Regions from separate parts of the Mus musculus genome. Here region 2 is linked to region 1. A link is a contact called in public Hi-C data. All regions are on one chromosome and are shown on one strand. The core of a region is the stretch at or near the end of the contact, and the rest is flanking DNA. Distances in the headings are between cores, read along the strand shown. Region 1 overlaps Hk2 (hexokinase 2). Region 2 holds the start of Mrpl53 (mitochondrial ribosomal protein L53).

Region 1 (6,666 bases), core at 1,954-4,453:
GGATCTGATCCGGAAGGCCATCCAGCGCAGAGGGGTGAGTAGTGGGTGGGAGCTCAGGGTCCCCAGGCTATCTGAGATCCTTCCCTGTCTGTCTCTGGACTCTATAGGACATGGTTTTGTAGAGCTTAAGGATATGTATTCAGTATCCCTGCCATGTTGGCCTGTGACTTTTGTATGTGATCAGATACCTTTGGGGATTTGAAATTTGCTTGATGGACAGTAACTTTGGCCTTTGGCCTTTGGTGCAAGAAACACACTTTGGTCCTTAGCCTCAGGATTCTCCTTGTCAAGTAGGGATGTCGGCATGATTGACATGAGTGGGGAATGAAGCAGGGGATGGTAGGCTAGGTCTGTCAGTTGTGTGTGAGGGGGAGAAAGCAATAAGATGAATTCAATCCATTCTGCTGTCTGGAAAATGGTCCTTATTGGTGAAGACAAATGGAGAATAGGTGGATGGGGCACCTGGGTGATCCCCACTGCTATCCATGCGTGGCCATGGATTGGGTTAGTAGCATACTTGCATGGTGTGTCTTGCTCTTTCTCCATCTTCACACTTGTCTTCATACCCGTCTTCCCCTGGTGATGATGAAGGCCCTTTGATTCCCCTGCAGGACTTTGACATTGACATTGTGGCTGTGGTGAATGACACGGTTGGGACCATGATGACTTGTGGTTATGATGATCAGAACTGCGAGATTGGTCTCATTGTGGGTGAGTGAGACCCTGGTGTGAGGGCCATAGTTGTTTGAACTAATCATTAGCTTGGGTGTTTTCTCCTGATGTGCGAAGATAGCGATGCAGCTACTTTAGGCCATGCCGGGACTTACAGGGTTAAGCAGTGTACAAGAGATCTGGCCATCATGTTGTGTTGTCCCAGGAGGCTGCCGTGAGGAATCTCAGCCCCTAGGCAGACTTCTACAAGCAGTGAAGAGGGAGGCTGCTAAGACGATAGATAGCCCACTTGGCACTGAACAGTTTCTTCCTTTGATCAGGTACTGGCAGTAATGCCTGCTACATGGAGGAGATGCGTCACATTGACATGGTGGAGGGCGACGAGGGACGGATGTGCATCAACATGGAGTGGGGGGCCTTTGGGGACGACGGTACACTCAATGACATCCGAACTGAGTTTGACAGAGAGATCGACATGGGCTCACTGAACCCTGGGAAGCAGCTGTAAGTAGCATCTTCCTTTGGGGTGAGTGGGTGGGTGAGTGGATAGGGTGTGGAGCTGAGGGGGGACTGCCACACACAGCAAGGGCTTGTCTCCACGCTTCCTTTGCATTATCCCCAAAGGGTTGTGGAGGCACACGAGTTGTGGGAATGGTCATGATCATAAGACTGCAAAGGGGCTGAAAGCAGAGAGAAGCCCTTCGGGTGGTCATGCTTTTGCTTGGGTTCTTCTCAATACAGAGTCTTGGTCAGCAGCCCTCTGGGTAGCCCTGGATGTTCTGGAACTCACTCTGTAGACCAAACTAGTCTCAAACTCAGAGTTCTGCTGCCTCTGCCTCCCAAGTACTGGGATTAAAGGTATGTGCCACCACTGCCCGGCAAGATGAGGCTCTTAAAGGCACTGTTTTGTGGCTTTTGGCCCATCACTGCCTGGATGCCAAGATTGCAGCAAGTAGCTGGTATTATTTGATGATGGGAATTGAACCCTGAGCAAACACTACCAAGGGAGTTACAAGCCTGGCCTTGATTTGGCTTTTTGTTTTGTTTGAGACGGGGTCTCACTGTTTAGTTTCTGGTGGCCTGGAGCTGACTAGGTAGACGAAAGCTGGATTCAAACTCACAGACACCCACCTGCCTCTGCTTCCTAAGTGCTGGGATTAAAGATGTGCTACCCTGTGTTGACTTTTTTTTTTTTTTTAAATCACCGCTTATTCAGAGTCCCAGGCCTTGTGTCTTCATTCACACTAGGCCTCTGGGCCAGTTATGACCTAGGGAAAATTGGAGGCAAAAGCTTAGCATTTTGTACCCTGAATCTTATATGCACCAGTCTTATTTTTTGTTACTTTTGGCTCTTTTTTTTAAGGCTTTGTATTTCTTTTCTTCTTCATGTGTACTTGGTGACTGGAGATTTTGAAGAGGGCATTGGCTCCCCTGGAACTGGAGTCACACATGGTTGTGAACCACCATGTGTGTGCTGGGTATTGATTGGATCTGGGTTCTTTTCAAGAGCAGCCCCTGCTGAGCCATCTCACTGGCCCTCCTTTCGACTCTTACACAACCTTATTTTCTCGAATTTGCAAAACTTCTCTGTGGAAGATCTTGAAACAGGATTGGCAGCTGCTGCAAGGGCTAAACAGCAGTTGCAAAACCATTTTGAGCAATGAACCATTTATCTCTGTGGTTCTCGTGGTGCCGTGAGTGTTTTAGAAAAACTTAGTTCTGATCTCTATTTGGAAAAGGAGATGGGGAGCCTTCCCTTAAGTCACAGGCTTCTCCCCTCCGTGTTGAGATGTGAGTCTCTGCTCTTTCACTTCCTTTAGGATCCTGTGGTTGTGTCTGCTGTGGGTGCTGAGAGATTAGCTGGGAAGCCATTCACTCAGTGCCTCTTCCCTCAGTGGGATGAACCCAAGTCCCTGTGAGGAGCCACGTGTCCTTGGGAGAGTCCAAAGATAAAATGAGCAACCGCACTGGCTTAGCCATAGATGACTGACAGTGATTGGAAGGGAGTCTTCCAAACTATCCACTGGGGTGACCCTGAAGTCCTGCTGGGCAGTCATTGTTGTAAAGAGCCACTGACGAAGGACAGCGTCATGTAGACGTTGGAATTCTGCAGTGCTGAAGCCTGAAGCCGGGTTGCTACTTATCAGAAATAGTTGCTGTGTTGGAACTTTGGGTTTTTGCTTTTTGAGACAGCTTCTCCTGTGACCCTAGCTGATTTTGGACTCACTTTCTGAGATGACCTTGACTTTTTTTTTTTTTCCTTCTGAGACAGGGTTTCTCTGTGTAGCCCTGGCTGTGCTGGAACTCAATTTGTAGACCAGGCTGGCCTCAATTCCCAGAGATCTGCCTGCCTTTGCCTCCTTAGTGCTGGGATTAAAGGCATGCGTCCCCTGTCTCCCATTTATCTATTCACGTTATGAGCATCAGTGACTTTTTTGCATGTCTTTAAGTGCGCTGTATGCATGTTGGGGAGGCCAGAAGAGGGCCCCTGAAACTAGAATTACACATAGTCCTGAGTGCTGGGAATCAAATTTTGTTCTGCCAGAGTGGTCCTCACTCTGAACCGTAGAACCATTTCTCTAATGTTTGAGATAGGGTCTCACCGTGTAGCCTAGGCTAGCCTGAAACTTGATCCTCTTGCCTCAACCTCCTAAATGTTGGCATAGCTGGTGTCTGGAACCACGTTGCCAGTGCTCCTTTACTATGAGCAAGTCCCATCTTGCTGATTGAGGGCCCGGTTTTCAGTTTCTGTTAGGTGTTCTGTGCCACACCCCTGCTGGGCCTCCTGGGTGGTGTGGCCCATCCTAGTTAGTACACAGCCCATTATGCTTCCTGTCTGTTAGACTCTGATCCTTTATGAGACATCAAGGGGTTTTCTTTACCCAGAAGATATTCCGAAGGGCTTGGTTTCTTCTGTCACGTGGGCCCAGGCAAAAAGAGCAATCGCTAAAGAAGAGTGCCACCTAGTGGTGGAAAATTAAACTACTGGACTTCCTTAAGTGCTGGCCCTGATTTCTTCCTTTGGCTTTCAACCCGTTCACCACTAGATTCTTTTTGTTTTTTGTTTTGTTTTTTGAGACAGGGTTTCTCTGTGTAGCCCTGACTGTCCTGGAACTCACTCTGTAGACCAGGCTGGCCTCGAACTCAGAAATCCACCTGCCTCTGCCTCCCAAGTGCTGGCACTAAAGGCATGCACCACCACCGCCCGGCTCACCACAAGATTTTTGAGCCCTCTTTTAGCCTGCCCTGGAACTTTACCCCAATCTCTGTCCAGGTTACTTACTGGCTTTTTTTTTTTTTTTTAAAGACCAGGCTAGCCTTGAACTGCCTCTGCCTCCCAAATGCTGATTAAAGACGTGCCTGACCACCTCCTAGCCTCTGCCAGGTTATTGTCACCCATTTTCTTGAATTCACAATTGGGGAAGGCAGTGTCAGTGGATGAGTGGGAAGATCTGTACCTTGATCTACTTATAGCCACCTTGTTTCCTATTGGGAACCTCTGTAAGCCTTGTTGTTGTTGCTTTGATACATTTTTTCTTGAGACAGAGTCTCGCTATGCGTGTTTGCCCTCCTCTGGAGGAGAGAGGGTGTACATCTGTTGATGGTGGGACGTCACTGGTCTGTCTCTGCAGGTTTGAGAAGATGATCAGCGGGATGTACATGGGGGAGCTGGTCAGACTCATCCTGGTGAAGATGGCCAAGGCCGAGCTGCTGTTCCAAGGGAAACTCAGCCCAGAGCTCCTTACCACTGGCTCCTTCGAGACCAAAGATGTCTCGGATATTGAAGAGTAAGTGTCTGGGCCCACTGCCTCTCTGCTTACCAAGTCTCCATGAGTAGGGCAGGAACTGGGAGGGAAATAAGAGGCATGGCTTGGAGGTGTGTGTGTGTGTGTGTGTGTGTGTGTGTGTGTGTGTGTGTGTGTTAAGCCTTGGGTATGTGTTCTGCAAAGTGTCTACCTTTAAGACAGACTTCTCACTGGCCTGGAATTTACTAAGTAAGCTAGGCTAACTGACTACTGAGCCTCCAAGGGCCCACCGGCCTCCACCTCCTCTTTTAGACATAAATTGTGGGGATTGAACTCGGGCTCTTGTGTTTGCCAAGGGTTTGCTTTTCCCAGTGAGCTCGGGAATGGGAGCAAAGGCTTTCACTAAACAATGTTCCAAAGATTTAGATCTGCTGTTCTCGCTTGAGATTTCTACTTGATTGAAGGGGGTCTTATAGTTTCAGGGACGTGATGGAGCGAGGAAGTAGTTTTAGTGGCAAAGAAGGGCAATGAAATAGTTCAAAGAACTTTGCTAACGAGGACCCTCGGAGCAGTTCTGCCTGCCCTTTGTTAAGCCCAAAGGGAGATGAAGGCGCGTGATATAGAGGCATGGGGCTCCTCAAGGAGAGGCTCAGGCCCTACCTCCAGCCTTTTCCCGTGTCTTCAGACATAGACTGGCTTTTGCCGTTGCAGAGAGCCAACAGGTAGGGTCCACACTGGCTTCAAGTACTCAAAGGTTGCCATTCATATACTTTGAGGGGAACAGAGAGCAGGAACCCACATGCTCGCTTGCTCCCCATTTGCAGCGGCGAAACCAGGGTCTTGTCTTTATAAGATACACACAAAGGAACTTCGAGGTTTTCCTTGTGGAAAATAAAAGAGTGCCGACAGAAAGCAGACCTCCCTCTGTGTGTGTGTGTGTGTGTGTGTGTGTATACTCGGGTGTGGGTGGTCTGGGAGAGGAGCCTTGAACTGCTGGCCACAGTGAATTCAACACTGCTCACACCCTATCTGTTTCCCAGCGATAAGGACGGAATTCAGAAGGCCTACCAGATCCTGGTGCGCCTGGGTCTGAGCCCGCTGCAGGAGGACTGTGTGGCCACGCACCGAATCTGCCAGATTGTGTCCACGCGCTCAGCCAGCCTGTGTGCAGCCACCCTGGCCGCGGTGCTGTGGCGGATCAAAGAGAACAAGGGCGAGGAGCGACTCCGCTCCACCATCGGCGTGGATGGCTCTGTCTACAAGAAACATCCCCAGTGAGTGAGCAAGCCGGGGCTGGGAACAGAAGGGTCCCCTGGAGACTCCATGAGGCAGCTCTGTATTGCTTTCCAGACAGCATAAGTGTTCTCCAGTCACTTGGTATGAGTGGGATTGCTTTCTGAAGGCAGCTGATGGCTTGCCCTCTGTTTAGAGCTCCTGGTTGCTGAGTCCTTGGCTTGCTGCCTCCTCTTCCGCTCTGTTTTGAGACAGGCTTGTCCTCTAGTCCCTCCCAGGCTGGCCTTAGACTCAATCTGTGCCCATGGCGAACTTAAATTCTGATCCTCTTGTCTGTCCCCGCCTCCCAAGTTCTAGGATCACAGGTGTGTACCACCTTTCTGCAGAGTTTGCCATTGAATGCTCTGTGCATGGCAGGCAAGCACGTCCTCACAACCCAACATCATCCCGGGCCACCTCCCTCTTTTTATGAGTTACTGATTCATTCCTTGTTCTTCCATTACTCTGACTGGTTCATGTGGGTACCATGCCCTCTGTTAGTGGCCATCCAACCTTGAAGACGCCAGCCTCTCCTGATTTTAGTGTCGGATTGTTCCCGCCCTGTCATGTCCCTTTGTTCGTCTATTCCAAACTGTTCATATCTCACCTGAGATCCAGAAGAGGTCTTTTGTGTTCCCGTATTTTTCTGTCATTTTCTCAGTGTGAGTGCCAGGTCAGGGCACCTTTAACTGAGCTGGTGGCTGCCATCTGGCTCTGAGATCCATCTTCAGCATTCTAGCCCAGGGCTGTAGGAACATGGATAACCTGGGAATGTGGTTAAGAGGCCGGTTCTGGCTCAGTGACTGGGTGAGGCTGACTTTTACAGTGACTGGCCTGCCGCGAGGCTGCTTGCTATCTGTGTGGGTGTGGGTGGTCTGGGAGAGGAGCCTTGGAATTGCTGGGCTGGGCTGTGCTGTCCGCAGCAGTCTGCGCTCCGTGGAAGCTGCAGGGGGCCGCCACCCAAGAGCTTCTCCCT
Region 2 (6,073 bases), core at 2,072-4,571, 370 kb before region 1:
AGACCTTCCTCCTCAGCCTAAGTCTCACCGGGAATGACCCTCTCTCACAGTCTCAAGCAATTCTACTTCCTGTGTGTCTATCTGTTCCCCTGACTCTTTCTCTCTATCATTTTTTCTTAATAAGCCCATGTTCACTTCCTGACAACACTTGGGCCTGTGGTTGCTTGCTCTACTTCTTGACCTACAGTTGACTTTAATCTTGTTTACAATAGTTCAGAAAGCTTTTGGATTAAAGGTGTATGCTAAGGCTGAGCCACACCACAACTATTTTCCAGTATTCCAGTATTTTCCAGTAAGTAACACAATCTTGGGGTTCACAGAATGGCCAAATATCCTGCAGCACACACCCCAGGCCTTCAGGGAGATGTCTTTCTTAAAGGATGGCAGCGAGAGAGCCTCTACTACTCATTTAGGCAGGGAAGAATTACAGTATTGCTGGGGAGTGGGGCCCGAGTTATCTGGTAAACTACATAGCTATTCTTAGCTGGGCATTCTTAAGTTCTCTGGCAGTGGCTGTGGGCTTTTTTTTTTTTTTTTTTTTTTTTTTTTTTTTTTTTTTTCTCTCTTCTTGTAATTCAAGGTGAGAAACAAAGGGGCTGGGAAGGTGGCCCAGTGATTTGAGCACTTGCTGGGAAAGCATGAACTGACTTGGGATCCAGCATGCTCACATAAAAGGCCAGGGCGCATCCGCAGCACTGGGGTAAGGAGATAGGGGATTCTGGGTGCTTGCTGGCTAGGTGGGGTAATATATGCCTGTAACCACAGCACTTGGGGGATGGAGATAGGGGATTCTGGGTGCTTGCTGGCTAGGCTAGCTGAAAAGAGTAAGGTCAGGTTCAGTGAGACATTTTATCTGGAAACAAGACAAAACAAAACAATAACAAAAATCCAAAACAGATGGAACATGGTAAAGGAAAATACACAACCTTTGGCTTCCACATTTGCAAACACAGGCATGTGCACCTACATACATATACATACACAAAAAGAAAACAATGATACCGTAACCCAGTGTACACACACACACACATATGCTAGAGTGTCTTTATTTATAAAATATACAGTCATTTATTCAAAACTAAAACTTCTTAAAAGAATACTCTTGTGGCTGTAGTAAGAATGTTGGTTTCTTTAGAAATTCAGTTATGTTTTAGTGCCAGGTGTGGGGTAAGAAGCTGTGTCCCAGCCGGTGATTATGAACTGCCTTGTGCACTAGCAGGGGTGTGATTTTTACCTGCTGCAGAGAGATTAATTCTGGGGACTCTGGAGAGGGCCTGCTGCAGCTGCTGATCCCTCTTGCTGCGGCTGCATTTGCTGGATATTCTGATGATGAAGACTGGACTTGCCCCAAGGAACCCAAGGACCCTAATCAGCAGGAAGTAGCCTATAGAGGTCTATATCCCCTCCCCCTCTAATCTTCTCTCCTACATAATGCTGGGGTGTCAGAAGGGATTAGGGTGAAGAAAGGTTGGAAGGGAGGTAGAGGTATAAAAACTAAAAGTTAAAAAAAAAATAACACATGGCATGCATGGATAACTTTTTTTGTACGACTTTTTTTTCTGATTTTTAATGTGCATTCATTGGTGTCTTGCCTACATGCATGTCTGTGAGAGGGTGTCAGATGCCCTAGAACTGGAGTTACAGTTGTGAACTGCTATGTGAGTACTGGAGATTGAACCCTGGTCATCTGGAAGAGTAGCTAGTGCTCTTAAACACTAAGCTACTCCTCTGGCCTCGAATGGATAACTTTTTATGCCATTTGATCCTCTAAAATGACTTCATGGTCACATTAATGGATGTTAACCAAAAACTATTTCCGGACTGTGGGAAGTAAGCCATTATTACCCATGTGAAGGATGAGATTTCATAGCAGCTAAAATGATAAGGGAAAATGACACCAGGCAGGAGAATAAAAGTGGTACAGGAAATGAGTGAGAATGGAAGGGTCTCGATAAGTAGACCAGGCTGGCCTCCTGAGTAGCCTGGATAGTGTGTGCCAATAGACGGGGCTGGCTCCTCTCTTTCCCCTCAGTGCAGACAGACTGGTTGGATCTACGGAGAAAGGGAAGGGATAGGAGAGGAAACACTACATTTCTAGCCTAGAAGGCTGAGCAGGAAGTCAGAAGAGCCAAGTGACCGTTCCACTTGAAGGAAAGAATGTTGGTGGCATATGGGGGAAATTGGCAGTAGCTAATCATAGAAGATGGGGTTAGAACCAAATAAAAAGGTAGGGTTTAAATCCTGAGTAGTTGAAATTATGACAGAATGGGTGGTTCCATGAGAGTGAATGAAGAGTAGACAACACTACTAAGGAAGATGAGTACTGTAGGCTGAGGGTGGTGGCTGTCTAGAATCCCAGCACTGAGGAGCCTGAAGCAGAAAAATGCTTTCACATTTCTAGGCCACCTTGGTCTTCTTACTAAGTTTCAGGTTAGCTCATGGTAAGACCCTCTCTCAAAATCCAAGTAAACAACCTGAGAAAAATAGCATTCATTTGGCAATAAATATTTAATTAAAATGTACTTGGTTGACAGATCCAAATAAAGTTAAACACTGAGAAAGAAAAATTCCAATTTGTCGGGGCCCTTCACCACCCAAACTTACTTATCTTGCCCCAGAAGCCCTGTTGTTAGTGTTCTTGCTCCGTATCATGAGCTCCATGCAGCATTTTGAGTGATTAAAGCCCAGGTCTTCTCAGACCACTCACTGTCTTTAGATTCAAGCTAACATTTGGTTGTTGGACTCTTCTGCCATATCAGCGGCGGGTACTCGTACCCGGGGCGACCTTGTCTGCGCCCGGTGCAGATGCTGCCGCGGCGTTCCTGTCCCGGATGTGGGAGGCCAAGGCACTTAACATTTCCTGAGTGGTGAGGTGGGCACCGCGCATAATCAGCCGATACCCATCTCCTGGGGGAGATGCAAACCGATGAGTTAGGGACCCTGACTATGCAGGGCTATGGCGGCGATCTGCCCTCGCCCACCCGCGTCCCTACCAGGTTTACCGAACAACACGTCCACGCAGGGCTCAGAGCCGTCGTGCCTCACGTCGGCGATCACAGAGCAGTTGAGGTTGGTGGCGCGGACTTTCTCGCTGCTCACCGTCTGGAGGAAGGTCCTGCGGCCGGAGGGCAGCGTGAGCGCGTCCGGGGGACCAGGGAGCCGGGACGAGGGTGCGCGCGCACGCGTGGGGAACACGGACGCCTCCCACCTCCCCAGAACCCGTACCTCGTGGACTCCACGTTCTTCTCAAACGGGCAGAACTGAACTCGAACCAGCTTGACCGGCCGTAGTCCGAGCCGAGCCAAAGCCGCCGCCATGGTTACCTCCACCCCGGAAGGAGTAGCACTGGGGATCGGTTTATTGGAACGGACCGCTTCCGGCGGCTCCGCGGTACTTCGCGCGGCTGACCTCCGGGGCCACCCGCGAATACTTCAGCCATTAGCAGTGTTCTGTGCCACACAGCATAAGCAGTGAATGTGCAAAATCCCCTTCGCAGGAAAACGTCCTTCAGCCCTCTCCCTCGGGGTCCTGCCTGCGAGATCTAGGTCAGCACCACCCCACATCCTGGCTCCTTCCTTGGAAAGGATGTCACTGCGGGGACTGTCCACCCAGCAGAAGGCAAGCCCTGCCCCTGTAGCAACAGCCAAGGCTTAAATGTCCAGGCCCTACAGCCTAATGACTAGAAACAGAGACGGGGAAGGGGTAAGACTGCCCTCCACGTGTAGAAATGTCTGCTTTGTCTGTGTTTCCTCATGAATCAGTTTTCGCTTTGCTCCTGGGATTCGAGAGAAAGCAAGGTTTGCCTGTCTCCTGAGCGCTAGCCCTGTAGACCCCTTCTAGTTTTAGCTCCAAGATGTCTTCATTGTTTCCGACATCCAGATTTCAGGCTGTAGTTTGCCTATTACTCTGGATTGCAGATCCTAGGATGATCTGGGGGTTCAATTCTGGACTCTAGTTTATGAACATGTTTTATCAAGCACCCAGGTTTAAGCTTCTCTAGCATACAGTTCCTTGTCTGGGGCATGATCTGCAACCCCTGGTCCTAGTCAACTTAGGGTTCAGGACTTGTCCTCAGGCAAGAAAAAAAAGGCAGGTGCCAACGTGGGTGTTGGTGCAGCCTCAGGGCAAGCCAGGCTTGCTGGTTTCCCACCAGGTAAGCCTCAGGACTAGGTCCTGGTCCTCCCCCTCCCCCTCCTCCTCGTCCTCCTCCCCCCAGGGTGCTTAGCAGGTGAGTGTTCTGGGCAGGGGAGACTCCAAGACGAAGAGGGGGTGCCAAGTTTTCCAGGCTGTTGAGGCTGCTGGTGGGCAGTTCAGTGGTCTGGACCTCATAACAGAGACCTGGGAAGGCAGGAGTGGACGGCAGGTTGGTGGGGAATGCTGACGCCAAAGCAATGGTGAGATTGGGTGTGGGTGTTCGAAAGCACCCCTGGAAGGGCTTAGAAAAGCCTGGGGTTGAGGAGTGGTGATAACTCACAGCAACGGGGAGGTCTTCTGTGGACTGGATTCTTGGGCAGGGGTTGCTGCAGGAGACACAGCAGGGCCCCATCTAGCTGCTGGAAGATGCTGAGTGAGAGCAGAGTCTGGCGAAGCTCCTGCGACAGGCCCCACTGCTCTTGTTCCAGAACCTCCCTGACCACTCCGAAGTCTTGCTTGAGCTGCAGCGCCCCCTGCAGGCTAGATGTCCAGGTACAATGTGGCCACCAGACACTTCTGCCTCCCCAGACTGCTCTGCCCAAATGGTCTCCATTTTCCCTGTTTGGCATTCTTCCTCTGCCACTAGCATCTTTCCTTCATACCTGAACCGGATCCCATGGGTGAGGATGTGGTCAAGCCAGGCGCCCAGTGTGGCTGTCAGTGCCTGGCCGAGGGCAGGGGCTTGGGCTTCAGGTGGCAATCCCTGAAGTCCTTGCAACACAGGCTCCAACACAGAGTAGACCACTATCCGAGCGTACTCACTAGGGTCACTGGGAGGTTCTGGAGTGAGACAAGAGAAAAGACAGATGGAGAGACTGCAGAAGTCCAGTGGGCTCCAGAGGGAAGGAAGGGCACAAAGGGTAAGGACAAAGATGTTGACAGTGGTGTGGAGCCACAACTGGGGAGGGCTTGGACCATTTATACCAGGAACCCGAAGGAGAAAGGTGGAAGTGAGAGATTACCAAGACAGTGGGCTGGGGGTTGTAGCTCACTCAGCAAGGCTTGCTCGTCTAGCTTGTGTGAAATCTTGTGTTTCATTTCCAGCACCAGGAAGAAAGAAAAATTACCAGGACACAATCGAAGTCTCCAGTATCGACCCCTCGGCATGTGGAGCTTGAAGCCTTGTGTGGCTTGTTTATGGCATTCTTGGACAAACAGACCCAGTGATTCTTTGGGCAGGAGCTGTATGGGGAGGAAGAAAGTAAGAAGGGCTAGTCTATTAGACTGGGAATGGTGTTTCTCTCTCTGAGGTCTCAGTGTGGGCATCTGTAAAACCCTGATGCCTCACTGTGGGAGCATGGGCATTTTCTAAGGAGGTCTGGACCTAAACCATGCACAGTACCTAGGATTAGAGGTTTCCTTAGTAATCAAAGGCACATGACAAGTCAGGCGTGTTGGGCATGCGGCTAGACTCCCAGCATTTGGAAAGTAGAATCAGAGTATTAGAAGCTCAATGGCCAGGGGATGGAGAGATGGCTCAGTGACTGAATGAATGCTCCTCTAGAGTCTTGAGTTCAATTCCTAGAAACCACATGGTGGGTCATAACCATCTGTAATGAAATCCGATGCCCTCTTCTGATGTGTCTGAAGACTGCTACAGTGTACTTGCATATATAAATCTTTTTTTAAAAAATGGGGTGGGAAGAAGATGGTGATAACAAGGTTGTGTTGTTTAGATTTTTTTGTTTGTTTGTTTTTTTGTTTTTTCCAGACAAGGTTTCTCTGTATAGCCCTGGTTGTCCTGGAACTCACTTTGTAGACCAGGCTGGCCTCAAACTCAGAAATCTGCCTGCCTCTGCCTCCCAAGTGCTGGGATTAAAGGCGTGCGCCACCACGCCCGGCTTTAGATTTTTGGAGAATCTAAAAAAATGGGGCATTT

The links. A called contact is a pair of places that touch in the nucleus more often than the background predicts.
Region 2: a Hi-C map of Th1 cells shows a contact between it and region 1, with 4 times the contacts expected there. The contact joins the promoter of Mrpl53 here to the enhancer-like site in region 1. A contact is called at or near these places in 4 of 39 promoter capture datasets (the 3T3-L1 cell line, the HPC-7 cell line and hippocampal neurons), 4 of 484 Hi-C or Micro-C datasets (the HL-1 cell line, Th1 cells, cerebellum and 1 more), 3 of 115 datasets of contacts at active chromatin or transcription factors (extraembryonic endoderm stem cells, microglia and pancreatic cancer cells) and 3 of 9 other capture datasets (adipose tissue, liver and macrophages).

The regions. Positions count from the first base shown.
Region 1 is chr6:82,737,313-82,743,978 of GRCm38.p6, reverse strand. It overlaps Hk2 (hexokinase 2), which reads left to right. Exons shown (of 18, transcript NM_013820.3): 5 at 1-34; 6 at 612-711; 7 at 993-1,176; 8 at 4,305-4,460; 9 at 5,459-5,692. Among named protein-coding and RNA genes, the nearest start is that of Gm32480, 25 kb to the right of the region's middle. Within about 2 kb of position 3,203, at least 121 of the 459 cell types and tissues checked have an H3K27ac peak or open chromatin away from gene starts, as enhancers often do. A contact at or near this core is called in the HL-1 cell line, Th1 cells, adipose tissue and 2 more, where this site is marked.
Region 2 is chr6:83,106,356-83,112,428 of GRCm38.p6, reverse strand. It overlaps Mrpl53 (mitochondrial ribosomal protein L53), which reads right to left and starts at 3,321. Exons shown (of 3, transcript NM_026744.3): 1 at 3,226-3,321; 2 at 3,003-3,115; 3 at 2,497-2,907. The coding sequence starts at 3,317. The coding sequence ends at 2,756. Ccdc142 (coiled-coil domain containing 142) reads right to left here. Exons shown (of 9, transcript NM_001081266.1): 6 at 5,262-5,376; 7 at 4,797-4,974; 8 at 4,475-4,674; 9 at 3,308-4,338. The coding sequence ends at 4,052.